Linked DNA regions of Pan troglodytes: region 1 is linked to region 2. The links are chromatin contacts, called in public Hi-C maps. All regions are on one chromosome and are shown on one strand. Each heading gives the region's core, a stretch centred on a gene start, on an enhancer-like site or on the middle of the called end of the contact. The rest is flanking DNA. Distances are from core to core; before and after follow the strand shown. Region 1 has its middle 210 kb from the start of INO80D. Region 2 holds the start of NRP2 (neuropilin 2).

Region 1 (5,037 bases), core at 199-2,698, 210 kb after region 2:
TGAGAATCTAATGCTTAGTGATCTGTCACTGTCTCCCATCACCCCCAGATGGGATTGTCTAGTTGCAGGAAAACTCAGGGCTCCTACTGATTCTACATTATGGTGAGTTATATAATTATTTCATTATATATTACAATGTAATAATAATAGAAATAAAGTGCAAAATAAATGTAATGGGCTTGAATAGTCCCGAAACCATCCCCACACCCTGGTGGGCCCATGGAAAACTGTCTTCTGCAAAACCAGTCCCTGGTGCCAAAAAGGTTGAGGACCACTGCTCTAGATCATGTGGGTTGATTTTGCTCTTCCTTATCACTAAAGAAAAATGAGTACCCAGCCAATGGTCATGTGTGGGCGAGAATGGTGCCTTACAATTAAACCAAAGAGCGCTGTGCACGGCGCTGCTCTCCCTTAGCTCCAATAGAGGCGTGGGGTCAGCTTGCTCGGCTCCCTGAGTCTGGGTTCCCCCTGTCCCTTGGTCTCAGAAAGGTACTGAAGCCCCGCATTCAGCTGGATGAGGAACCTCTTGGACCTTACTGTTCCGCAGAAGTGACCCTAAAGCCGGACTCACTGCCCAGGTCCACTTGAATGGTCTCATGGGTTGCTACTGAAATGGCCCAAGGTTTGAAGCCACTAAGAGCGGGCATCAAATCCTAGCTACCCTCCTCATCTGGGTCACCTTGGCCTCACTCTTCACACTCTCTGACCTCAGCTCCCTCACTGGTAGTGGAGGACATGGGTCAATACACTGTCACTATTATTGAAAGCTCAATACATTGTGACTATTATTCATGAATTCTTTAGCTGCCTTATTTCCACTTCCGGATGCAGACTTGTTTACAGCCCTGAATATAAAGGAATCAAAGACCAAGAACCTGATGACTATTAGGTTATATTTGTTACAGTTCTGATCATTTTTCTCCTCGGGTCCACTGATCCACAAAAAATACGTATATAAATAACAGGCAACCAGGTGCCTTATGCAAGGGGGAAAAAATCTTAAATAATCTTGTTTTTGTGGGTTTCTATTTTCCAGAAAAAAATTAATAAATACAAAAGGATTAATTTTTCTGCTTTAACATTTTTTAAGTGCACCAAAACTTTATTAAATACACAAGTAAATATATGTCACTTTAAAAAAAATTATAGCCAGTACAGGATAAGAGGGGGGAAATCCATTGGAAAAGAGGGCGCCGCGGGACAACCCTAGGATAGGAGATGGAGCCATGGATGGGCCCAGAGCTGACTGTGGCATCCGAAAGATACGCAAGGAAAAGCAGTGAGGGGGCTGTAAGGAAGAGGTGGTGAGGGAGTCCCTGAGGGAAAGGAGAGGCTCTGCAAGGAAGGAGAATGACGGGGAAGGCAAACGTCTCCTCCTCCCTCCCACACCCTCTGCCGGTTTTCCCGCTCTGCCTCCTGGCGCCCTTTTCCGCCCAGAAAGCAGGAGCCCGCCTAGTCCTTCATGGCGGGAGAACAGCGCCCTCGTGTGGACTGCCGGGTTCTTGGCGCTGGAGGCAGTTTGGGTCCGTTGCCTTTTCACTACTCCGGACACACATTGTTTTTCAGCAAATGAGAAAGCCGCATAAGCAGCATCCCAAGCAGTTTCTTTGCAGAAAACTTGGTAAGGATCAAACAGAAATAAGCCAAGTCCAGCGACTTCCCTCACCCACATCATTCACCTCCGGCAAGTATCTGACTCTATTTCCCTTTCAAATGCCCAACTTCGGGGGTGCTCATCTCAACAGGCAGTAGCTCCTATAGTAGCCCAACCGTGCATCCCTGAGAGGCGTAAGGGCAGGGAGCTGGCAGAGCCATGGGGACATACGTGGGGACAGTCTGGAAGGCGACGTGATTGGCCTAGGATGCGAAGGGTCCATACTGACGTAGAGAGGGGCTGGGCAACCTCTGGATGCACCAGAAAATGCTGTGCTCTCCCAGGGCAGTGGGGGATTCACACATAGGATTCCTCCATGGCTCTGGTGTTGCTGGAAATACTTCTAGAAACGCCCATTCAGGAAATGGAGGGGGTGCACAAAGACTTCTTTACAAAGGTGTTGTTTGCAGCTTTATTTGTAAATCTGCCATTTTGGAAGCGGCCTAACAGCCAATAGGAGGGGCCTGATCAGATACAGAGCGCTGCTCCCATCAGTGCAATGCCGTGGAGACATTAAGAATGATGTGGCAGGCTAGGTACCATGGAGAAATCCCGTCTCTACAAATAATACATATATATATATAGCCGGGTGTGGTGGCGCACACCTGTAGTCCCAGCGACTTGGAAGGCTGAGGTGGGAGGATCGCTCGAGCCCAGGAGGTAGGGGCTGCTGTGAGCCGAGATTACGCCACAGCACTCCAGCCTGGGGACAGAGTGAGACCCTGTCTCAAAAAAAAAAAAAAAAAAACAAAACCCACAAGATACCGCATCCAGCCATTCACTTCCAACCTGTGCACTGCTCTGCGGTCATATGCTTTCCTTCTATTAAAAATAATAATACTAATACATTTAAAAAATAATGCAACAGTCTATTTAATGGCAAATGGACACATATGCTCAATGTCATGTTAAATGTTAAAAATACAAATCTGAACATGGCATTATGGTGTAGATTTGTCTTTCTTAACCCCACTTTTAGTTTGTTCTATCGTTTTTTATGTGCCTTTGTAATCCATGCTGAATCCTTTAGAATAAAATGGAGATTTAATAAATAAGGAAAATTATATGTACACTAGATCCACCTTCCAAAATGTATATATGCACGTAGAGAGGAGGACAGAGAGAGAGAGGCACAAGATAAGTGAAAAGTACAATCCTGAAACATTGTGACAATCCTTACCTCTAGCTAAGGATGGTTGGTCATTTTTATTTACATATTTTATATTTGTTTTCATTTTCTACACTGAATAGGGTTTACTTCTTAAATCAGAAGAACAGTCCATTTTTTTCAAGAAGCAGAATTGTGGCCTAGCCCACCTGCCTGCCATTCCTACCCATGTCTTAGGCAGGTGAGCCAGGCAGACTCTCTCGAAGCGAATCAGAAACATCTTGGGAGGTTCAGCTGAAGGAACAAAGGACTCCTCGCATCCAGGATCTTCCAATGCCAGCATTTGAGCGATGCCCTAAAGAACCAGCCTTGTCCCACACAGGAGGTACCATGTGAAGCTGTTATTGATTGTTTACAGGTTAGTATAAAAGGGTTTATCGGTGTCATGTAATAGTTTTGAACAGGGCTTGGAGTCCGGGCTAAGAACTTAAATTCTCACTCTGTTGTTCACTAATGTTTGATTTGGAGTGATAACTTATTCTCCTCATCTGAAAAGTGGAGATGTAATCCTTATACCTCTCAAGATTGCTGAGAAATTAAATGTGGTAGTCAGGCTGCACCATATGAAGTTGGTGGTTTTGTGGGTGTGAAGTGGGTGATCCCCGGCCATTTCTGGTTCAATCCGTGTACATTGGGAGCTCAGCACGGTGCTGGCAGGTGGTCAGCGCTTGCTCAGCCTCCGCACGGTTCCACCCCCATTCCACAGATCAGGCCGTACAGGGCCGAACGTGGGAAAAACAGGGCTGCAGGAAGGCATGCAGGGCCTGGGAGGGAGTTGTGGGGAGGAAGGAGGGAAGAAGCCTCAGAATGCCAGAGGCTCTCAAAACGCAGCGTGGCCAAAGCTGATGCAGCGTCAGCCTCCCTCTTGCCATTTTAAAGATACTCCACCCCCAAACAAACACACACACCCCTCACCCTTCTGACCTCATTAAATTTACTTCTACATGGCATAACTTTCTTCCCCAGTCTGAGCCCTCTGGGATCCACCTTGTGACCTCAGAGGGCTAACGTCACAATGGGGACCCTGAACCCTCGCTCCAGCTTCTCCCCTGGGCACAGGTTTGCTGGCAGGTGCCAAGGTGGTAGGATATGCTTCCTCCCAACCTGGGGAAGGTGCAGAGGCTGTGACTGAAGCAGCCTGGCATGGTGCTCCCCTTGGTCCTAATTAACTCAGTTATGATAAGTTCCATTGCATCCAGGACTGAGATACCCAAGTCCAAGGAATGGGGAACCATTAGAGACACACTGGCGGTGGGGGTGCAGAAAAAGAGAAAGCCACCACTAGTCAACCTGGTGGGACTTCCAAGGAAGGTAATTCAAGGTTAGGCATTTTCTTGGGATATCAGAGTCTGAATCAACTTTCATCTGAAATGAAAGGTCTGTCCTGCCCCAGCCAGAGCTGCCAGTGCCTCCGCCCCTTTAATAGCGACTTGGTGCTTTCTCAGTGCCACCCATGAAACTCAAAACTGAGTGGGGGCATTCCACTGATGGTTTGGGGGTTCAGTGAGAAGGGAGACGGGGTGTGGGAGAAATGGTGGTTTCAAAGACTCTTCCATCCTTGGGTTAGCTACTCTAAGAATAACATGTACAACCATTAGAAGGAAGATCCCCATGGCTCATGTCATTTAAGGCCCTAACCAGCCCTGTGTGCAAGAGTCATAGCCATTTTTAGTGGGCACATGGGCTGAGAGATCATGGGCTAAAGATCATGCCCAAATTCACACACGAAAGATGTGAGAAGCCAGGACCCAAACCCACACTCCCTATCTCACAATTAATTCTCTTTTTGAATTGCCACAAATTTGCAGGAGAATAATTGTTCTAGGATAGAGATTCTCAAACTACAGGGCGCGAAACCCTTGATACTGCCAAGTTATGTCAAGGAAGCTGCTAATTCAGATTGGACATTAAGTATGGCCCACAAACTTAAAAAAAAAGAAAAGAAAAAGGTATGTCTTGCCCAATCACCCCTTCATGCATCAATCCAACTATGTACCAGCATTTTTCGAACATCTATAGATGTTGTTATGATGATTAAGATACAATTCATTGTATTGCTGCTTCCTGTTGTTGCTTGGTTACTGCAGTAACAGGCAACCACACAATTCCAGTGGCTTCCAGCACCCAGCATTTATTACTCACCTGATTCCATCCTGGCTGCAGGTTGGCTGAAGCAGGCTCTGCTCTGCTCCACGTGTCTTCTCATTCAGGTACC
Region 2 (5,555 bases), core at 1,054-3,553:
GGGTGGTGTTACCATTATTTATTGAGTGCTGCCCCCTAGAGGATTAAAAAATGGTCTGGCCGCTTGAGTCCCCAGGGATGGAAACCTGAGACTCACTCTCTGTCCAACTGCAGGAAATGAGGCCTTCACTCAAGGCCAGTGGGAAGTCTTGCAGCCCTGGTACAGAGGACTCCCAGGAAGTAAGTGAGCGTCCCCTGTAGGACACCGCTGAAAAATGAAAAGTTATAGTGTAGGCAACCAGGCCAGGAACAAAACTGATTCTGACTTTTCTCTACTCTGGAAGCAGCCTGATGGGGACCTTCATCCCTGAGACCCCAAGACCAGAAGTCCAGGGTTGTCATTCTTATGGTTCTCCAGTGGGCTTAGGTTTACCTTTTCTCTCTTCTTTCCCCCTTTCACAGTGCCCTTCACCTAAACCCTGGCTACATTATTCTCAGAAACAGGAGTCTCCCACATTGGGCACTGGCTAAAATGGTTTGGCATGCCTGGTGAGTGGTGGGGAGAGGTGATATTAAATGGCCCTCTCTATTCAGGGACTGTCACTACAGATAGCGTTCTTTGTCCTTAGATTAGCATCTTGGCAATGACATAAACCGGGATCTCTGCTTAAGGTTAATAATCCAAACTGCTCTTTTACTTTGTTAAATATTTAAGGCTTGGAGTCATTCTTTACAATTGAGCTTTAAAGAGGAGAAATGTAAATCTGGAGTTTTTAATAATGTGGATGTGTTCTCAAGCCTAGAAAGGAAGGAAGAAGGAAGGAAAGGAGGGAGGAAGAGGAAGGAGGGAGGCAAAGAGGGAATGAAAGGTAGCATTTAGGCTAGCCAAGAGACATGCTCCCTGGAAGAACTCAGAGGCCTCTGTGCTGTGCCTTTCCCAACCAGGCATCTGAGATTAACAGTGTGATAGTCAACCTGTGGATTTCCACTCTAAAATCCCGCCCCACCCCCCAACACAGCTTGGCTCAACTATTTGCAAATCACTTCTGATTCAATTTTGTTTTGGTTATCTCAGTGTAAATAACAGTTAAGTGGGAGTTACAGATTTTTCAAACACTAAAAGTGATAAACAAAGCTAATGGGCAAGTCCAGATAAGGAGGGAAACCACCCAGAAGAATCCACAAGTACAAGCCAAGAAGAAAATGGGTAGTCAGGTGTGTGTTTCTCGTCACCGAAACTGTATTTTTCTTAATCTACAGAAAATTTTACTTTCTTAATTAAAAAAAAATCTTAATCTGTAAATATTTTTCTGAATTTTCTTATTTTTCATATACCTCTTTTGTGGCAGAAAAGGTGTACATGTGCAGGGTGTAATTTAGGCTGTTTCTGTTGCAGTCTTTATGATAATGTAGTAATAGGTGTCTGGTGAAGCAAGACAGTTTGGAATCCACAAAGCCATCCTCAGAAACAAAGATACAAGTGTTTCCCCAACTGTTAGCTTGCAGTTCCCTCTAAACAGTTTTCACGCCTCCATTTAAAAATAGTTGGCATAATGATGTTTTCTTTCTCTAGGCTTTGTGACCACGTTTCCATGGGGGAAAATGTGAATAGACGTAGTTACAGTAGCATTTGGATGAGACGCCTTCAAGCACCTATACTTTTTCGGGGGAACTTGATGGAATCCAATTTAATTACCTGAAGAAATTATTTGCTGAAGAAAATCTTTCCTCTTTTTAGCGTAGTTACAAGTTAAAGGCGCAGGGGTAACGAAATCCTAACCCAGAGAGGAGCAGAGCATGTTTGGGACATAACAAAGGATCTGAGTAGTAAACGCCGCGAGTGTTTGGGGTTTTATTCAGACCGGGCTGACGGTGTGTGTCGCCGCCACGCACCGCTGCCTGTTCGAACGCATGGCTGAGCTGCCGACCGGCTCGCTACCCCAAACACCGTACGCCACCCAACTCCTCTTGTAACGCCATCGCGCGTGGCATTGTGTTGGGTTCTGCGTGTGTGGCATCGGAGTCGTGGAATTTAGGGGGAACAAGGCTTTTCCCCCCGTCCCCCCGGGGTCTCCCTTGGGTGGGGGCGACACGGCCAAGGGCGGCGCGCCCTGGGGGTGCCCGGGGGCGCTTCTTCCCCAGGGCGTTACGCACCGGCGGCCCGGCGCGGAGGTGCGCGGGGGCGATCGGGAGATGCGGGGCGGGCGAGGGGTGGTGGGGTGGGCGCCGCCTTAACTTCGATCCTGCGGCGGCCCGAGAGAAGCCGCCGCCGCCCCGCCCGAGCTGGGTGCCGCGGCACTCTGCTCTGCGCCGCGCGTCTCCGCTGCTGCCTCTTTAATCAGGAACACAGAAGGGGCGGGCCCTGAGCCGGCGCGTAATCGGATAGCTCTGCCGCGGCTCTGACATCCACATGCTGCTCGGCCTGAAAAGGCAGTGGGGAGCCGGAGGGGAGGCAGAGATCGCGAGCGAGGCACCAGCCTGCAGCCGGCCCCCAGCACATCCTCAGCCGCACAGACACTCGGCGAGGTGGAGGTGAGGGCGGGCGCCAGCGAACTCGGAGAGGGGCTCGCTCACTCCCAGGCGATCCCAGCCGCCACCGCCGCCGCACCAGCAGCAGCAACAGCAGCAGCAGCTTCCTTCCTCAGACTCCCCTCGAGAGGCTGGCCAAGCGGGTGTAGCCGTTGGGGGAGGCTCCCGCCGGGGGAACCCGGCGAGGACAAGAGCAGGGCGGCCGCCTTCCACTCGGGCTGTCCGGCGGCGGCTGCCTCCGCCCGCGTGTCCGTCAAGGGTGCCACGGGATGTGTGTCAGTTTACGCCTCTGAGATCACACAGCTGCCTGGGGGCAGTGTGATGCCCAAGGCAAGTCTTGGTTTTAATTATTATTATTATCATTATTGTTACGCTTGGCTTTCGGGAAATACTCGTGATATTGTAGGATAAAGGAAATGACACTTTGAAGAACTGGAGAGAACATATATGCGTTTTGTTTTTGAGAGGAAAACCGTGTTCTCTTCCCGGCTTGTTCCTTCTTTGCTGATTTCAGGAGCTACTCTCCTCCTGGTGAGGTGGAAATTCCAGCAAGAATAAAGGTGAAGACAAGCCACCAGGACTCAGGAGGGAAACGCTGACCATTAGAAACCTCTGCATAAGACGTTGTAAGGAGGAAAATAAAAGAGAGAAAAACACAAAGATTTAAACAAGAAACCTACGAACCCAGCTCTGGAAAGAGCCACCTTCTCCAAAATGGATATGTTTCCTCTCACCTGGGTTTTCTTAGCCCTCTACTTTTCAAGACACCAAGTGAGAGGCCAACCAGGTAAGCCACTGAAAGTTTTTTCTATTTATTGCAACATGGTTTCCCCTTTAAAAGTGACCGCTAAAGCAGGAAGGCCACGCAGAACGGCACAGAAGAAGGCTCCCTCAGTACTCAATAATTTAAAGAGAGATCCCAGCCGGCCCTTCCTACACCACCACGGCTGCTAAAACCCAACTTTCCTCTCCTGCTAGGAGTGTGTGTGTGTGTGTGTGTGTTTTGAAACAGAATTTGGCGGTGTTCACATGTCACATATGGACTGAATCAAAGGTTTAAAAATACTACAAAGCCTTTGCATTACAGTTTTTGGGAATTTTTTTTCCCTGTCTTGAAGCAGAACACATCTCCCTTGAGTTTCTCCAACTAGCCAGTGAAATATAAATCATTTGCATTCCCTCCACTTAGTTACATTGAGCGATGTTAACTGAAGGGCTTGGGAAAGACAAGAGTTTAGTTTTGGTTTTCAGATACTGTAGATTCTTTGGAGAATGACTGGTTATGCTTCAGAATCATAAGGCTCAGGCTGGTGGAGCAAGTTGGCTTGTGGCTGAGATAGGAGCTTGGGGTTGGGTGCTGCTGGCAACCAAGACGGTTGGTCCCTTCTCTCTTCATCCATGTGTTGTCTGGGAAAGTAAATCATACGTTCTTTTAGAAATTATTATTAGCTAAAACAAATTGCAGGCCCTCGAAGGTCTCTCACTCTTGTGAAGTGGTTAGAAACTTTTGAGTGGAATTTGTTCTCAACCACTGCCAAAAAGGGTGTGTGGACAGGCCGCTGTGGAGATAAGCATTTCGAGGCCCAGAACAGTCTGGGGACCGCATTTGTGGGGAGCGGCAAGGGGTATGCTCTGGAAAGGGGAATCCATGGGGAATGCAGTGGGGTTTGTGCTTCATTCTGGGACCACTCTCTAGAGTGAGCCTCCCTACCCCTCTGAGAACGGTGTCTGGAATCTAACAACAAAACTCTTAGCAGCTGCTACAGGTCATTGGAGATGGAGAAACCATCTATGGAGGAAATGGGTGAAAGAAAGGCGAAAAAGCCTTCCTGAAGTGCCCTCACCCAAGGCACTTGCAAGGCGATGGCGGCAGTGGTAGAGCTAACTCTGCAGCCTCCTGGGCATCCCCAGAACATCAGCTAGTGGATCCTAGCCTTGCATCTGGTACTGTCACCCTTCCTTCTCCTCACCACCCCGCCTCCCCCCCCCCCCCCACCCAGCACACACACCACTTTAAGCTTGGGCATTTATTTGAGGGGGGAAGAAAATTCAGGAATGCCTTTGCCACCCAGATCCGCACGTTTGCAGCTCTTTCTTTGCCATAAGTGGTCTTCAGGGCAGCTGCAAATCCTGCCAAAGGGATGGGTGGGGGTCCCACCTGGGGAGATTTTCTGGGCCTCCCCCGTTCCCCCTTGCCTTATTTCTAAATTCCCAACTTGAAGCGGAATTAAATTACCACTCACAGACCTGGATGCTGCGTAAATTATGTATGTTTGTGTGATTCGCTGTGTGTGTGTGCACACGCGCGCGCGCCGTGAGGATGCCCACAGTATATTATGTATTCAGACACGGACTCCAGTAGGCCCCAGCGCGCGAGCGCGCACACACTGGCACTCACACTGGCGCGCACACACATGCAACTTAAGGTTCCGTGTGCTGTGCGGAGCGGGAGGGGTCGTGAAGACTCAGGGGCCATCTCCTACCCCAGATGTTCGCACATCTGTCCCCGAGCGCTACTTGGAGTGTGTGTACGTGTGTGCGCGACACCCGCTTGGACCCACTCCCGCTCTGCCACCTGCCTGCCGCGCTCTCTGCAGAACCCCCTCCCATCCCAATCCCCAGCAGTGCTGCGTCACTTCCAGAGAAGCCCAGAGGCGCGGAGTTCGGGGCAACCTCGGACCCGGGGTGGGATCTCAGGGTGGGATTCGAAGCTGGGACCTGCCAGGGACCTCCAGCTCCCCAAAATGCGATCTCAAGCCGTGAGCTGCTCAGGCTTTCAGGCGGAGCAAAGCACTGGCACCCGGGGAGCCGGCAGCGGGTGGCAAGGGCGAGGCCAAGCTACACCTCTGACTCACCCAGTGTGCGCCGGCCGGGAGGGGGGCCTGGTTCAGCCGCCGCCGCCGGCGACGAGAACCAATTCTGGGAAGGAGCAAGATGGGGCAGAAGGTGCGCGCGGGGGAGCAATTGAGCAAATAACACGGCGGTCGCGGCGCGCGGCACCTTGGGCTGGCGCGTGGCTGGGAGGCCGCATGGGCGACGCGCACCAGGCTGCCCCTCTCCTCATTGCGCCGCCTCGTCAGACCGCAG

The links. Hi-C and Micro-C count contacts between places; a contact is called where the count stands out from the background.
Region 1: a contact with region 2 is called in a Hi-C map of stem cell-derived neural progenitor cells, with 5 times the contacts expected there. The contact joins the enhancer-like site here to the promoter of NRP2 in region 2. A contact is called at or near these places in 2 of 7 Hi-C or Micro-C datasets (induced pluripotent stem cells and stem cell-derived neural progenitor cells) and 1 of 1 other capture datasets (stem cell-derived neural stem cells).

Annotation. Positions count from the first base shown.
Region 1 is chr13:108,120,898-108,125,934 of NHGRI_mPanTro3-v2.0_pri, forward strand. No RefSeq gene overlaps it. Among named protein-coding and RNA genes, the nearest start is that of INO80D, 210 kb to the right of the region's middle. Within about 2 kb of position 1,449, at least 1 of the 24 cell types and tissues checked has an H3K27ac peak or open chromatin away from gene starts, as enhancers often do. A contact at or near this core is called in stem cell-derived neural progenitor cells, where this site is marked.
Region 2 is chr13:107,906,219-107,911,773 of NHGRI_mPanTro3-v2.0_pri, forward strand. NRP2 (neuropilin 2) reads left to right here and starts at 2,304. Exons shown (of 17, transcript XM_016950360.4): 1 at 2,304-3,255. The coding sequence starts at 3,183.